Linked DNA regions of Mus musculus: regions 1, 2 and 4 are each linked to region 3. Evidence: chromatin contacts called from public Hi-C, HiChIP or PLAC-seq and promoter capture Hi-C data. All regions are on one chromosome and are shown on one strand. Each heading gives the region's core, a stretch centred on a gene start, on an enhancer-like site or on the middle of the called end of the contact. The rest is flanking DNA. Distances are from core to core; before and after follow the strand shown. Region 1 holds the start of Usp19 (ubiquitin specific peptidase 19). Region 2 holds the start of Ccdc71 (coiled-coil domain containing 71). Region 3 holds the start of Rbm5 (RNA binding motif protein 5). Region 4 holds the start of Usp4 (ubiquitin specific peptidase 4 (proto-oncogene)).

Region 1 (2,764 bases), core at 244-2,743, 720 kb after region 3:
TGACAGTATTGAAATGGTAGCGACTCGGGTGCTAGACATCTCCATCCCGGCCTCACCCGAGCAGATCCAGCGCCTAGCCAGTGAGATTGCAGAACGCGTCCGAAGCCTGGCCGACGTGGACACAATCCTGGCCCATACCATGGGCGACGTGCGTCGGGCTGAACAGCTACTGCAAGATGCGCACCGGGCACGGTCTGACCCCCAAGCCTGGTCCCCATTCCTGAAACCTGGTCCTGATACCTGTAGACCCTGATCTCCCCTCTTCCTCAGGAGCCGGGCCGAGGGTGAGAGACAGAAGGCAGAGACAGTCCAAGCGGCACTGGAGGAGGCTCAGAGGGCACAAGGAGCTGCTCAGGGTGCCATCTGGGGAGCAGTGGTTGACACACAAAACACAGAGCAGACCCTGCAGCGGGTATGACTTCCTTAGGACGAGGTGATGGGCATGTACTAAGGATCTGGCTTGCTTTGTCTGGGACAGGGAGGTCTTACTGTGTAGCCCTGGGCAGCCTGGAAGTTACAGAGATCAACTTGCTTCTCCTTCTCAGTTGCTGGTACTAAAGGTGGATTTGTTAAACCTGGGCCTTTCTGTGGCAGGTCCAGGAGAGGATGGCAGGTGCAGAGAAGTCTCTGAACTCTGCCGGTGAGCGGGCTCGGCAATTAGACGCCCTCCTGGAGGCCCTGAAACTGAAACGGGCAGGAAATAGCCTGGCAGCATCTACAGCGGAAGAAACAGCAGGCAGTGCCCAGAGCCGTGCCAGGGAGGCTGAGAAAGTGGGTTGGGCGAAGCCCTCTGGATGGGGTAGGGGTATTATAGTTAGAATTCCACTGAATTAGTATACCGACCCTGCCTCTTACATCTGCAGCAACTACGGGAACAAGTAGGTGACCAATACCAAACAGTGAGGGCGTTGGCAGAGCGGAAGGCTGAAGGTGTTCTGGCTGCACAAGCCAGGGCAGAACAACTGCGGGATGAGGCTCGGGACCTGTTGCAGGCCGCTCAGGATAAGCTGCAGCGGCTACAGGGTGAGGACCATGGTGGGCGGGAGCTAGAAAGGTGGGCTTGCGTGAGAAAAGACTTGAACTATTTCTTGACCCTTCTAGAGCTGGAGGGCACATATGAGGAGAACGAGCGTGCACTGGAGGGCAAAGCGGCCCAGCTGGATGGGCTGGAAGCCAGGATGCGCAGTGTGCTCCAGGCCATCAACTTGCAGGTCCAGATCTACAACACCTGCCAGTGACCACTCCCTAGGGCCTAGCCTTGTCGCCAAGCACTGTTCTGCACACGATCGTCCGCACATTAAAGAGCTCCTGGCTAGCAAGAGCTTTCAATAAACCTGTGTGAACCTCCTCTGTGTTGTCTGGCCTTTGATGGGAGGGGCGGAGGACCTTTATACACGCCATCAGCTGTAGGCTACCAGCAGAGGCCGAGCACCGGAACCCCTCCTCTTCCTTTCCCGCCCTCCCCAAAGCTGCCCTTCACCAAGAGCTCCCACTCTTGCCGGAAGTGCGTCATCAGCTCGGCACCCCGCCTCCCGTAGCCGTAGCTAGAAGTCGAAACAAAACAAGCGGCTGAAGCAGCGGCGAAGGCGGCGGTGGCGGAGGAGCCGGGACGGGGGAGGGGCGCGCCGGAACCGGAACCGACCCGACGCCGGAACCGGAATCGAGAGCGTGTTGCCAGGGCCCGAAGAGGGCTGGTGGCGGCGGTCTCGCTCGGTGAGTGGTGTGGGCCTCAAGTCGCCGGTTTGGCCGCAGCGGGGGAAGGCCGCAAGGTTGGCCCGGGGCGGGCCTGTTCAAGGTCACGGGCCGTGCCAGCCCCGACATCTCGAGCCTCGCGGCGTGCTCGGCCTACCGATGCCGACCGAGCCGTTATGCTACCCCTGTGGCCGGCCTCTCTGTTTTTAAGAGGATTAGCGGCGAGCGAGGGTGGCTTCCTGGAGGAGGTGGTGGCAGGCCTGGGATTCGGAGGCTGGAGGAGGGCAGCATCCTAGCCGGGGCGTTGGTCTGCGTTCAGTAACTCTGCGCAGCTTCTCTAACCAGCTGGGATCTCCGGATAGTTTCTCTGCCGCTTCGACGGCTTTCAGAGCATGGGGGAGGGATTCCGGCTGTGAATCGGGCCTCGGTGTAAGGAGGAAACGGCGGGTGCTCTGCCCAGAGGCCTGGACGGACTGTCACTAAAGATTCCGCTCATCACTCTTATCGTCCAAGGGTATTTTTATCACCCCACTCTCCCCTAAGGGAACACAGGCTACAGTTCAATCTCCTTCGTCTCGCAAGCCGGGCTTGAGGCTGCCAGGGCTAGTACTAGGTCTACGTTCCATCTCCACCCTCACTAGTTTTGAGAACTTCACTTTGGATGGAGGGAGCCCGAATCCACACACAGGTGGGAAACAGATCAGGCCTCCGTGGCTCAGAGCTGATGATGAAGGAAGGAACCTGGAGACAGGGGTGATGTCTGTTTCGTTGTTAAGCCTATCACCGTGTCTTAAAACTGGAGTCCACTCCTCATTTTTTTTTTTTTCGAGACAGGGTTTCTCTGTGTAGCCCTGGCTGTCCTGGAACTCACTCTGTAGACCAGGCTGGCCTCGAACTCAGAAAATCCGCCTGCCTCTGCCTCCCAAGTGCTGGGATTAAAGGCGTGCGCCACCACCACCCGCCTCCACTCCTAATCTTTAAGGCTGAGGAGAGAGAGATCGATCCTTCTTTAGGTGGAAACAAAAGATCAAGTTTCAGGAGCTGGTTTATGGCAAAAAATAGGAGCCGGCAG
Region 2 (3,050 bases), core at 482-2,981, 690 kb after region 3:
ATGTAGAGCCAGCAGCTGTCAAGAACCAGGTCAAGTGACAGCTGTGCTCTGATGAGAGTCCCACATCAGTTGTAACACCAAGGTGTATCCCCCTTTGATAGCTAGGTTCCCTCACTTTCACCGTTCCCTCAGTAGCCATAGAGAGAAGGAACAGAGAGAGAATGGACCCAGCCTTCTTGTCCTCCATTTTGCTCTGACCTCTGGGTTTGATAATGCAAGAGAGGAATCTCCTTCTAGGGCACATTTGGCCTGCTAGAGCACATCTGGCCTGCTACTATGCCTGGAAGGCACCAAGCTCTGCCTCTTGGCAGAAGTGGCTTCTGTTTGCATAGTTATGGCTCATCCTGGTGTAGGTCCATAAGGCCCTTTTTCTCTACCAAGAGAAATGACTGGAGGTACTGACCCCAGACTGCCCGCAGATTTTGTGGTTCCTCTTGGGTACTTGGCTACCCAGAAACTGTCAGGAGTCTCCTGTCGGTGCCAAAGCTCTGAGAAGTAAACAGGCATCAAGTGAGGCCTTGGGTATTGATGGGTGGTTGATACTTATCTTTAAAGATGACAGATCCCTCTACATAGGCTGGGAAACACAGAACAGCTAAGGATCTTTCAGTCGTACAAAAGAGGAAGAAGGCTAGTATCCAGCTCCCACATGAAGCACTTCAAACACCCTTGTCTACCTACCCCAAACTCTTAGACAGGTCCAGATGCCTTCACTCCCTCATCCATGAAACCAAAGCTTTCCTGATGCCTCCTAAACTGGACTAGGAAGCATCTGACAAGGGGGTCCTTTCCTTAAAGCTGTGAAGCCAGGCATGGCAGCACATGCCACCTTTGATCCCAGGAATCCAGGGCTATGTAGGGATACACTGTCTCCAAAAAGGACAAGGTTTGGAAAATATGCTGACTGTTCATCTGAGGTCTCAGATTCCTAGAGTTAGTTTTAACCTGTGTCCTCAAATACTGCTGAGGAGAGGGCTCTGTAACTAACCATCTTGTGTTGTCTACAGGACATAGGTAGGACTGAGTTTGCAATCTCTTTGCCAACAGAGCCAACGGATTCTGGGCACTGTAACGACTGAAAAGTGTTACTTTGTGCCATTCGAGGTGCTTTGGCTGAGCCAGATCTTGGCACTCCACTGTGTATACATACCTGAGCAAGTATATTCAGGCCCACATTGATGTACTGTGACTTACAGACTGGCCATCTACAGCCCCAGGCTGCTGTGTATTACTTGTGCCTACATGTATATACCAGCTTTTCATGCAGTGTGCCAGGGTTAAGCCCATTCTCAGGAGAGGAGCGCCTGCTACTCTTTCAGGAAGTACTTGTGTGGTGAAACAAGGGGACTTTCCTGAGATAATCCCTGTCAGGCACACTCTCTTCTGATCAGGTGCCAGAGAAAGAGTAAGGTCCTGGGGTGTAGAATAGCATAGAGCTTGCCAGGAGTCACTTTGACTCCTATATTACCAGGACATTTTAGAAAAGTGGTCCTTAGTCCAATCCTGACTGGGATCCTGTGACTTTTGCCTTCTATGTGCACAGGCTCCCATACTGGATCAGATAGGTTTGGACTTGTCACCTCCGAGGCCACCCCCTCCAGGCAGCCCTCCGAAGTACTCAACCTGCTCCGCCCCCAGACTTGGGGGGGGAGGGGAGAGTTCTAGGGGTCAAGGGTCACCAGGCGGGCTAGATCCCGGAAGCGGAAGCACGGTGTACTTCCGGCGCGCAGCAGGCGGCCATGTTGGAGCGGCGGAGGCGGCGCAGAGGTGCGTCCTGGGTCCCCGCGGCGGCGCCGGTAGGTTGGAGCCGCGGGCCTAGCGGTGGTGCGGAGTGGCTGCCCATGAGGCCACAGGGCGGCAGGGCGAAGGGACTGGGTGGCCGGCCCTTCCGGGATCCTCATTTTCCCAGGGCTTGGCCGAGACACCCCACCCCTACCCAGGACCCCACCCTGGGGGTTCTGAGGATCCTGTCGGGCGACCACTGCCCACCTTACACATTTCGCCGCCGCCGTAACCCCGACTCCCCGTCGCCGTTCAGGCCCCGGGGCCTCGGTCTCCCCGCCTGAGGGCCCCGATCTGCCCCTGATCCCAGTCCGCCCGATTAGTATGCCCGCCCCCAGTCTTCTGTCAACTTCCTGTGCTGGCCCCAAAGGAATGTGTGAAGGCAAAAGTCAGCCTGGCTGCAGCCTCTGTTTACAAAGCTTCTTGAGAGCCAAGAAGCACCCTCCCTCCCATGGGCTCAGAATGACCTAGGCAAAGAGCCCCTTGGTCCCCGCCCCGTAATATGAGCGCCGGAGGTTTGGGGTGGGAGGTAGGTCGTCCCCCTCTGTCCTACAGTTCATAGCCCACCCATTCAAAACATAAATAAATAAATAAATAAATAAATGAAAGCATTAACTTGGATTGTACTTGAAGAGCATCCTCTGGGGAGGGGAAGTGCCTCAGACACCTGAGGATCCAAGAATGTTTCCAAACAAAGAGCCCCAGGGCACTTTCTCCGGGGAGTCTGAGGACTGTGTGTCTGCTTCATTAGAGCTGTGCAGAGCGGCGGCACAGACGGGCTCCTAGACTCCAGGGACCTGTCTCATCCCAGCTGATCTTTTAACGCTCCGGTGCAGCTGGGGAATTTACCTTTTGACTCGGGAAGCCCTCAGATGCTGCGTTGGAGTGCTGGGTGTAACTTCTGAGTGACAGCCATGGCTTCCTTAAGGAAGCATAGGACGATTTGAGTGGTCCCAGACAGCTGCATCTGTTGGGACCACTAACATCTAAGGTCTGTTGCCTTTTAAGCGCTACGGCTTGGCCTACCTTCCTAGTTGGAATCTTTCCCTGTCCTTTGTCGTCAAACCTTGAACTCCTTGGTCTCGTTGCCTGGTCTCTTGCTTGCCTTAGAGATGTTTGCAACTGTCTTTTTTTTTTGGGCGGGTCTGTGTCTTATATTGGGTTTGAACTCCAAGACTAGAGCTAGGAATCAGGTCACTGAGTATCCTGTCTATAGACTCTGGTAAGGAGATGAGCCACCCCCTGCACTGGAACGTTGGCAGTTGGAT
Region 3 (2,900 bases), core at 63-2,562:
CTGGGATAGAAACTGTGGCTAATACTTAACAATGACTAAAAAGAGGAAGGAAAAGGAGGCTGTCAACACTAAGTCATAATTGTGTTAAGAAGCAGGAAGATGAAGGTCACTTTAACATATTAAGATCATATATTCAATAAGAAACTCAAGAAGGGTGAAGGCTTTAGACACCTTGGACACTCCCACTACAATTACAAAGCAAAAAGCTCCTGATTTTCATAACCAAAGCAACGCTATTTATTGAGATGGACAATGATTAAAGCATTCATCCAACTGTCTTCGTTAATATAAAATTCAACACTAAAATTGTAACACGATCTCAAATTTTTCTGACAAAAACTTAGAAGCTGGAATGCTGATCTGATTGAAATTTACATATATAACACATCGCCTGATCTCAATTTATTTCAGTAAGACAAGACCAAACCTTGACTCGGCTTAATATCTGTGTATCAATAACACCTATGTCTTGGACCAGCCCTGATCGACAACAGGCCACCGAGTGACCCACAGCCTTTCCCCGGCCGATTGGCCGTAATAAAACATCACACAGCTATGATGCCTGTGATGTCCCAGAAACTATAGTTACTGCCATTTCTAGAATCTGGTCTTTTAAAGCAAGCACTTAACAAACATTCGTTGACTTAAAAAATAAGAGACATCTAGTGGGTCAAGTTCCGGGGTCGAACGGCTACGGCTGTCCCTTGTTTTCGCCCGAGATGCCCGCACCCACCTCCCAGGGAGGTTGCCCATGCCCACCTCCGCGGGGTATCGCAGCCGAGATGGCGGCGCAACTGAATCCGGCATTCAGTCCATCTTTCTTATCTTCCATCCATCCCTCCCCACACCCATTCCCAACCACCTTTCGCACAGCGAGATTCAGTTGGAGACTCAGGGCGATGATGGCTTAAGAGACTGCCAGGCGCTCCACAGCTCCGCACGACAGGGGATTCGGGACAACGTCCCAGCAAGAGACAAACAACTCCAAAGAGGCGGGTCGAGGACCGGGCTAGGGGGCAACCTATGAAAGCCAGCAGAGCCAGAGGCGAGGAGGGGCGCGGCCCTCAAGCGCTTGCTTAGTTTAGTCTCTTCAAAGACTCGGCTGAGCGGTCACCTCTGGCGGCTGACAGGCAGACTTAAGGGACAGCACCAATTGCAAAATCACTGGGGTGTAATGGACGGCAGCCGCACTCACCCCCACAGAGGGAACAAAGCAGGAGCAGTAGCGGCTCTGCGCCCCAGAACCTCCTACAAGGTTCGGCCGCTCCACAAAATGGCGTCTCCACCGACCGTCTTCTCCTACCCACAGTCCCTCGCGCGTCGACCTTCCCCCACCTCCCATCCTACCCGCCTCTCCAGAGGCGTCCAATCAGCGAGGGTGCCGGTCTGCGCGAGGGCTGCCGGGAAGTGTGGTCGCCCAGGCAGCCTGTCACTATACCCTGCGTTAATTTTTTTGCGTATTTCATCTGCTCCATGACAAAGCTGCCATTCAGCTTCTGAGAACCCGGATGTGAACTTTACCAGCGCTTGACACACTGTAAAACGTATAATCCAGTTCGTAGAGAAGGCATACTACGGATTACTTCCCTAGTCGTTTTACAAACATACAGAGCTAATAATTCGGTAAACTGGAAACTGAACTAGCTTGTTTTCAGAAGCCATGCCAGCACTAGAATATGAACTCCAGAACAATAGGGATATTTTGTTGTAAGACCCTGCCACAAGCAAACAAAACAACAATAAAACCAAGCCTGTGAGATAGCCTCATCAGGTAAGGCTTACTGCCAAGCCTAAAACCCTGAGTTCCATCCCTGCAATTCACAGGATGGAAAGAGAACCACGCATGAGAGTAGTCTTCTGATGTGGCAAACATGGATGTGTGTTCAAATACACCAACAATAAGTAAATGCAAAGCAGCCCAAATTCAAACCAAATCATCACCCAACTACACATTAAAAAAAAAAATCCAACAAAACAGACAAAACCCTAGAGGTTCCCCCCCCCCCTCTCTCTGCTTTTTGTGGAGATATTGTCATCCAGTTGCCATAACTTGTCCTCTGCATATGTAGTTATTAGGGAGCAGATTTCCCTCATTTTTTTTTTTAATTTTTCTTCCCTTCCCTCCCTTTTGTTTTCTTTAGAAAGGGTCTCTATAGTTCTGGTTAGCCTGGAATTCACAATGTAGACTGACCAAGATCCATCTCCTTAGTGTGGGACTGTTTCTGACCCTCCAGTTTTCACCTCCTTCTGGGATTACAAGTCTGATAAGAATAACGGTGTGCAGGAATTAGGGTGACTGAAACTGGCTAGAAATGCCTGATAACACAGCTGAAGGAACACATACTCAACATCTTTCTTTTGTATCTATGTATTCTCAGTATACAATTATGTAAATGTTAAGATATGCCCAATTATGGTTGAGTATATATAACACACTTAACCGCAGAAAATATACATTTGTCTGCAGATCATAGAAACCACTTATAGCAGGGTGTGGTGATCCATGCCTATAATCCCAGAGGTAATTGGATCTCTGAGTTCAAGGCCAGCCTGGTCTAAAAAGGTGAGTTCCAGGAAAGCCAGGGTGATATAAAGAACTCACTCACTGGTTGCTGGGATTAAAGGTGAGCCACCATGCTGCCAATTCAATTTTAAACTCAAAAGCTACTCCCCTATCCCTAGACAGATTCCATCCAGGGATGAATGGCATCCTCTCAATTGTGTCTGTCTGTTGAGTAGAATTGTTTTTGTGAGTAGATGGACTATATATCCTAGGCTATCTGGTAGTCGATGTACCAAAGACAATGGAAATTGTTCTAATTTAAGCAACACAAAAAAGCAAATATATTATTGAACAAAGTTTTAATAAAATAATCTTAAGTCTTTCATTTTAAAAACTT
Region 4 (2,704 bases), core at 145-2,644, 580 kb after region 3:
CCGAAACAAAACAGGATTTGCCTGAAAAGCAAAAGCTCACCAGTTGCCCGGGCATCTCCACAGATGGCTTTCTACCATGCTTTTAAACCTGTTCCAGAGCAAGATTTTCAAGACTTGCAATCTTTTCTTTTTCTTCTTCTTCTTCTTCTTCTTCTTCTTCTTCTTCTTCTTCTTCTTCTTCTCCTTCTCCTTCTCCTTCTCCTTCTCCTTCTCCTTCTCCTTCTCCTCCTCCTCCTCCTCCTCCTCCTCCTCCTCCTCCTCCTCCTCCTCCTTCTCCTTTTCTCCTTCTCCTTCTCCTTTTCCTTCTTCTCCTCCTCCTCCTTCTTCTCCTCCTTCTCCTCCTCCTTCTCCTCCTTCTCCTTCTTCTTCTTCTTCTTCTTCTTCTCCTCAAGACAGGGTTTCTTGTAGCCTTGGTTGTCCTAAAATTCTCTCTGTAGACCAGGCTGGCTTCGAATTCAGAGATCTGCCTACCTCTGCCTCCTGAGTGCTGGGTTAAAAGCCTGTGCCATCACCGCCCGGAAGAAAACGGAATCATTGTTTCAGGAAAAAATTAAGATGCCTGGACCTCTGTCGGCTTCGGTGGTTGCTACTCTCTCCTTGACCTGGATGGCTGACAGGATACAAAGTTGTTTAAGACAACTTTGTTTTTTGCGTCTATTTATGACTTTATTTTTGTTTTTTGCAGGTGTGGTGATGTATGCTTTTAATCCCAGCACTCTGGAGAAAAGGGCAAATGGGCCTAAATTCGAGACTAGCCTAGATTACATAAACAGCTCCAGGACAGCAGCTAGAAGAAACCTGTCCCAAACAAACAACAAATTTCACTATTGTGTGCCTGTTTGGCGAACGCGTGCCACAGTGTCTGTGTCGAGAACAAAGGACAACTTTAAAGAGTCAGTTTTCTTTTTCCACTTTTACACGGGTTCTGGGGATCAAACCCAGTTGTCACCCACGTAGCCATCGCGCCGGCCCTTGTTTGAAACAACTATTAATGGCTGGACCACACCGGACAGTCCAGATCTCAATGCGTCCGTGTGCACTTGGCTACAGGGGCTGCCGAGGCAGTAAATTCAATCTCGCATTTAGGCAGTCTTGCTGAAAGCCGCATGGAACCGAGTGGAAACAAGAAAAGCAAGCGGCAGGCTCCTCCTGCACGGATTTAGCATCAGGCTAACCTCACAGGCCAGGATGGAGCGAGTGACTGATGGGTCGAGGGCGGGCCAGCAGTCAGATCGCAGGAGCCGCTCAGACACGGGTGGATGTGGCCGCCGCCTCTGGGCGTCCAGCCTGCTTCTGTCCGCTTCGGCTCCGGAGGGGGCGGGGGGGGGTTAACAGCGCGTGGGGGCGGGGAGAAGAGGCGAAAGTCGACGGCGGTGCCGGGCGCGCGCACGTGCGTGGTTACGTGCGTGCGTGGGCGCGGCCCATAGCACGCCGTGCGCTAGGCGGATGTCCGGGCCGGCTGGGCCGGGGCGGCGGACGAGATGGCGGAAGGCCGGGGCAGCCGTGAGCGACCGGATGTGGAGACCCAGAAGACGGAGCTCGGAGCCTTGATGGGGACCACGCTCCAACGTGGGGCGCAGTGGTGAGCGTCCGCCCTGCCCTCCTGCGGCGCAGAGCGTCTAGCCGGCTCGCTGGCCCTCAGGCCGGACCTCTGTCCTCAGTTTTAGGTGGAGGCGGGCCGGGGGCGGTGCCTGGAGTCTGAAAGAGTGGCTTGACAGCGGCCGCTGATGAAAGAAACCCCGGGATCAGCTGGGGGACAGCGCTGACAGGCGTGGGGTTTGTCCCGGTCCATTCGGATTCACAGTAGTCTTGGACCGGCGGGGACAGGGGGTGTAGAATATAGAAAAGGGGGCGCGCTGGGGTCGGCGGGAGCGGGAAGGTGGGGGAAAGCACTTAACCACCGAAGACTTGGGCGCTTGATGGTGACCTTGGTGGGGGAAGTTTCCACCCCTTACACACCTCCGATCCTTAACAATTAAAACCTCGGTAGCAATTTGTGGCTTAGGACGCTCCTGGCGTGGAGAGAGGATCCGAAGTGGATACTTTGTAACTTGTAAACTGTGATACTTTGTAACTTGTAAACCGTGGGACAGGATTCAAAGCCAAAAACTAGAAGCCAGTTGTCAGATGGTCCGGGACAATTGTAGCAGTAGTTAGATGTAAGAGTGGGAGGGGAGGGGAAGGGAGGGGAGCTTGACTCCTGGAGCAAAATAGAAGATCGAAAGTTACAAGACTTTGCCAGGCACGCTGGCATATGCTTTATTGGTTTGCAGGAGCAGAGGCTGTAGGATTGCTGTAGGTTCAGGGCTGGTCTCATACAGTGAGCAGCACCCCCCCCCCAAAAAAAAAGTTCCAGGTTTACTAGAGCAGATTCAAATATGAGGCCTCTTAAGAGATTGTTAACTAGAAGGGATTGTACTCCCCAGTCGGGGAGAAATGCCTGGGTGGTGCTGCTGTGTAGGAGTCAAATAATAGGGTAGGTTTCTCATTGATTATGACCAATATGAGGACTGAAAAAGAGAACAGAACTTATGTGTTTGGGGTGTGGTCTAGGTGTAGTTTATGGTGTTTAAATTGAGCCAGTGAAAGGCCAGACAAATAGAGAGAGGTACTTTAGAAATTCTGCAAAGGGATGACACAGAAAGAATATTCAGGTTGGTCTGGATGCTCATGCCTGTAGTCTTAGTCCTGGAGGAGTATTGCT

Evidence for each region. A called contact is a pair of places that touch in the nucleus more often than the background predicts. HiChIP or PLAC-seq counts read pairs in DNA pulled down with a chosen protein or histone mark. Capture Hi-C pulls out chosen DNA fragments and counts their contacts.
Region 1: a Hi-C map of B cells shows a contact between it and region 3, with 15 read pairs. The contact joins the promoter of Usp19 here to the promoter of Rbm5 in region 3. A contact is called at or near these places in 6 of 39 promoter capture datasets (the C10 cell line, cranial neural crest, embryonic stem cells and 2 more), 2 of 484 Hi-C or Micro-C datasets (B cells and muscle stem cells), 6 of 115 datasets of contacts at active chromatin or transcription factors (astrocytes, bone marrow-derived macrophages, embryonic stem cells and 3 more) and 3 of 9 other capture datasets (adipose tissue, liver and macrophages).
Region 2: a contact with region 3 is called in a promoter capture Hi-C map of adipose tissue. The contact joins the promoter of Ccdc71 here to the promoter of Rbm5 in region 3. A contact is called at or near these places in 3 of 39 promoter capture datasets (cranial neural crest, liver and pre-B cells), 4 of 115 datasets of contacts at active chromatin or transcription factors (astrocytes, bone marrow-derived macrophages, memory CD8 T cells and 1 more) and 1 of 9 other capture datasets (adipose tissue).
Region 4: a contact with region 3 is called in an H3K27ac HiChIP or PLAC-seq map of microglia, with 8 times the contacts expected there. The contact joins the promoter of Usp4 here to the promoter of Rbm5 in region 3. A contact is called at or near these places in 3 of 39 promoter capture datasets (frontonasal cranial neural crest, neural stem cells and pre-B cells), 3 of 484 Hi-C or Micro-C datasets (cortical neurons, neutrophils and spermatogonial stem cells), 11 of 115 datasets of contacts at active chromatin or transcription factors (the 230-238 cell line, astrocytes, bone marrow-derived dendritic cells and 8 more) and 2 of 9 other capture datasets (adipose tissue and liver).

What each region holds. Positions count from the first base shown.
Region 1 is chr9:108,489,183-108,491,946 of GRCm38.p6, forward strand. It overlaps Usp19 (ubiquitin specific peptidase 19), which reads left to right and starts at 1,494. Exons shown (of 27, transcript NM_027804.4): 1 at 1,494-1,713. Lamb2 (laminin, beta 2) reads left to right here. Exons shown (of 33, transcript NM_008483.3): 29 at 1-192; 30 at 271-412; 31 at 595-771; 32 at 864-1,023; 33 at 1,102-1,348. The coding sequence ends at 1,238.
Region 2 is chr9:108,458,822-108,461,871 of GRCm38.p6, forward strand. It overlaps Ccdc71 (coiled-coil domain containing 71), which reads left to right and starts at 1,732. Exons shown (of 2, transcript NM_133744.5): 1 at 1,732-1,796. It overlaps Gm51295 (predicted gene, 51295), which reads left to right and starts at 273; the gene lies at 273-339. It also overlaps a transcript of Klhdc8b not described here.
Region 3 is chr9:107,769,690-107,772,589 of GRCm38.p6, forward strand. It overlaps Rbm5 (RNA binding motif protein 5), which reads right to left and starts at 1,313. Exons shown (of 25, transcript NM_148930.3): 1 at 1,196-1,313.
Region 4 is chr9:108,346,437-108,349,140 of GRCm38.p6, forward strand. It overlaps Usp4 (ubiquitin specific peptidase 4 (proto-oncogene)), which reads left to right and starts at 1,395. Exons shown (of 22, transcript NM_011678.2): 1 at 1,395-1,582. The coding sequence starts at 1,482.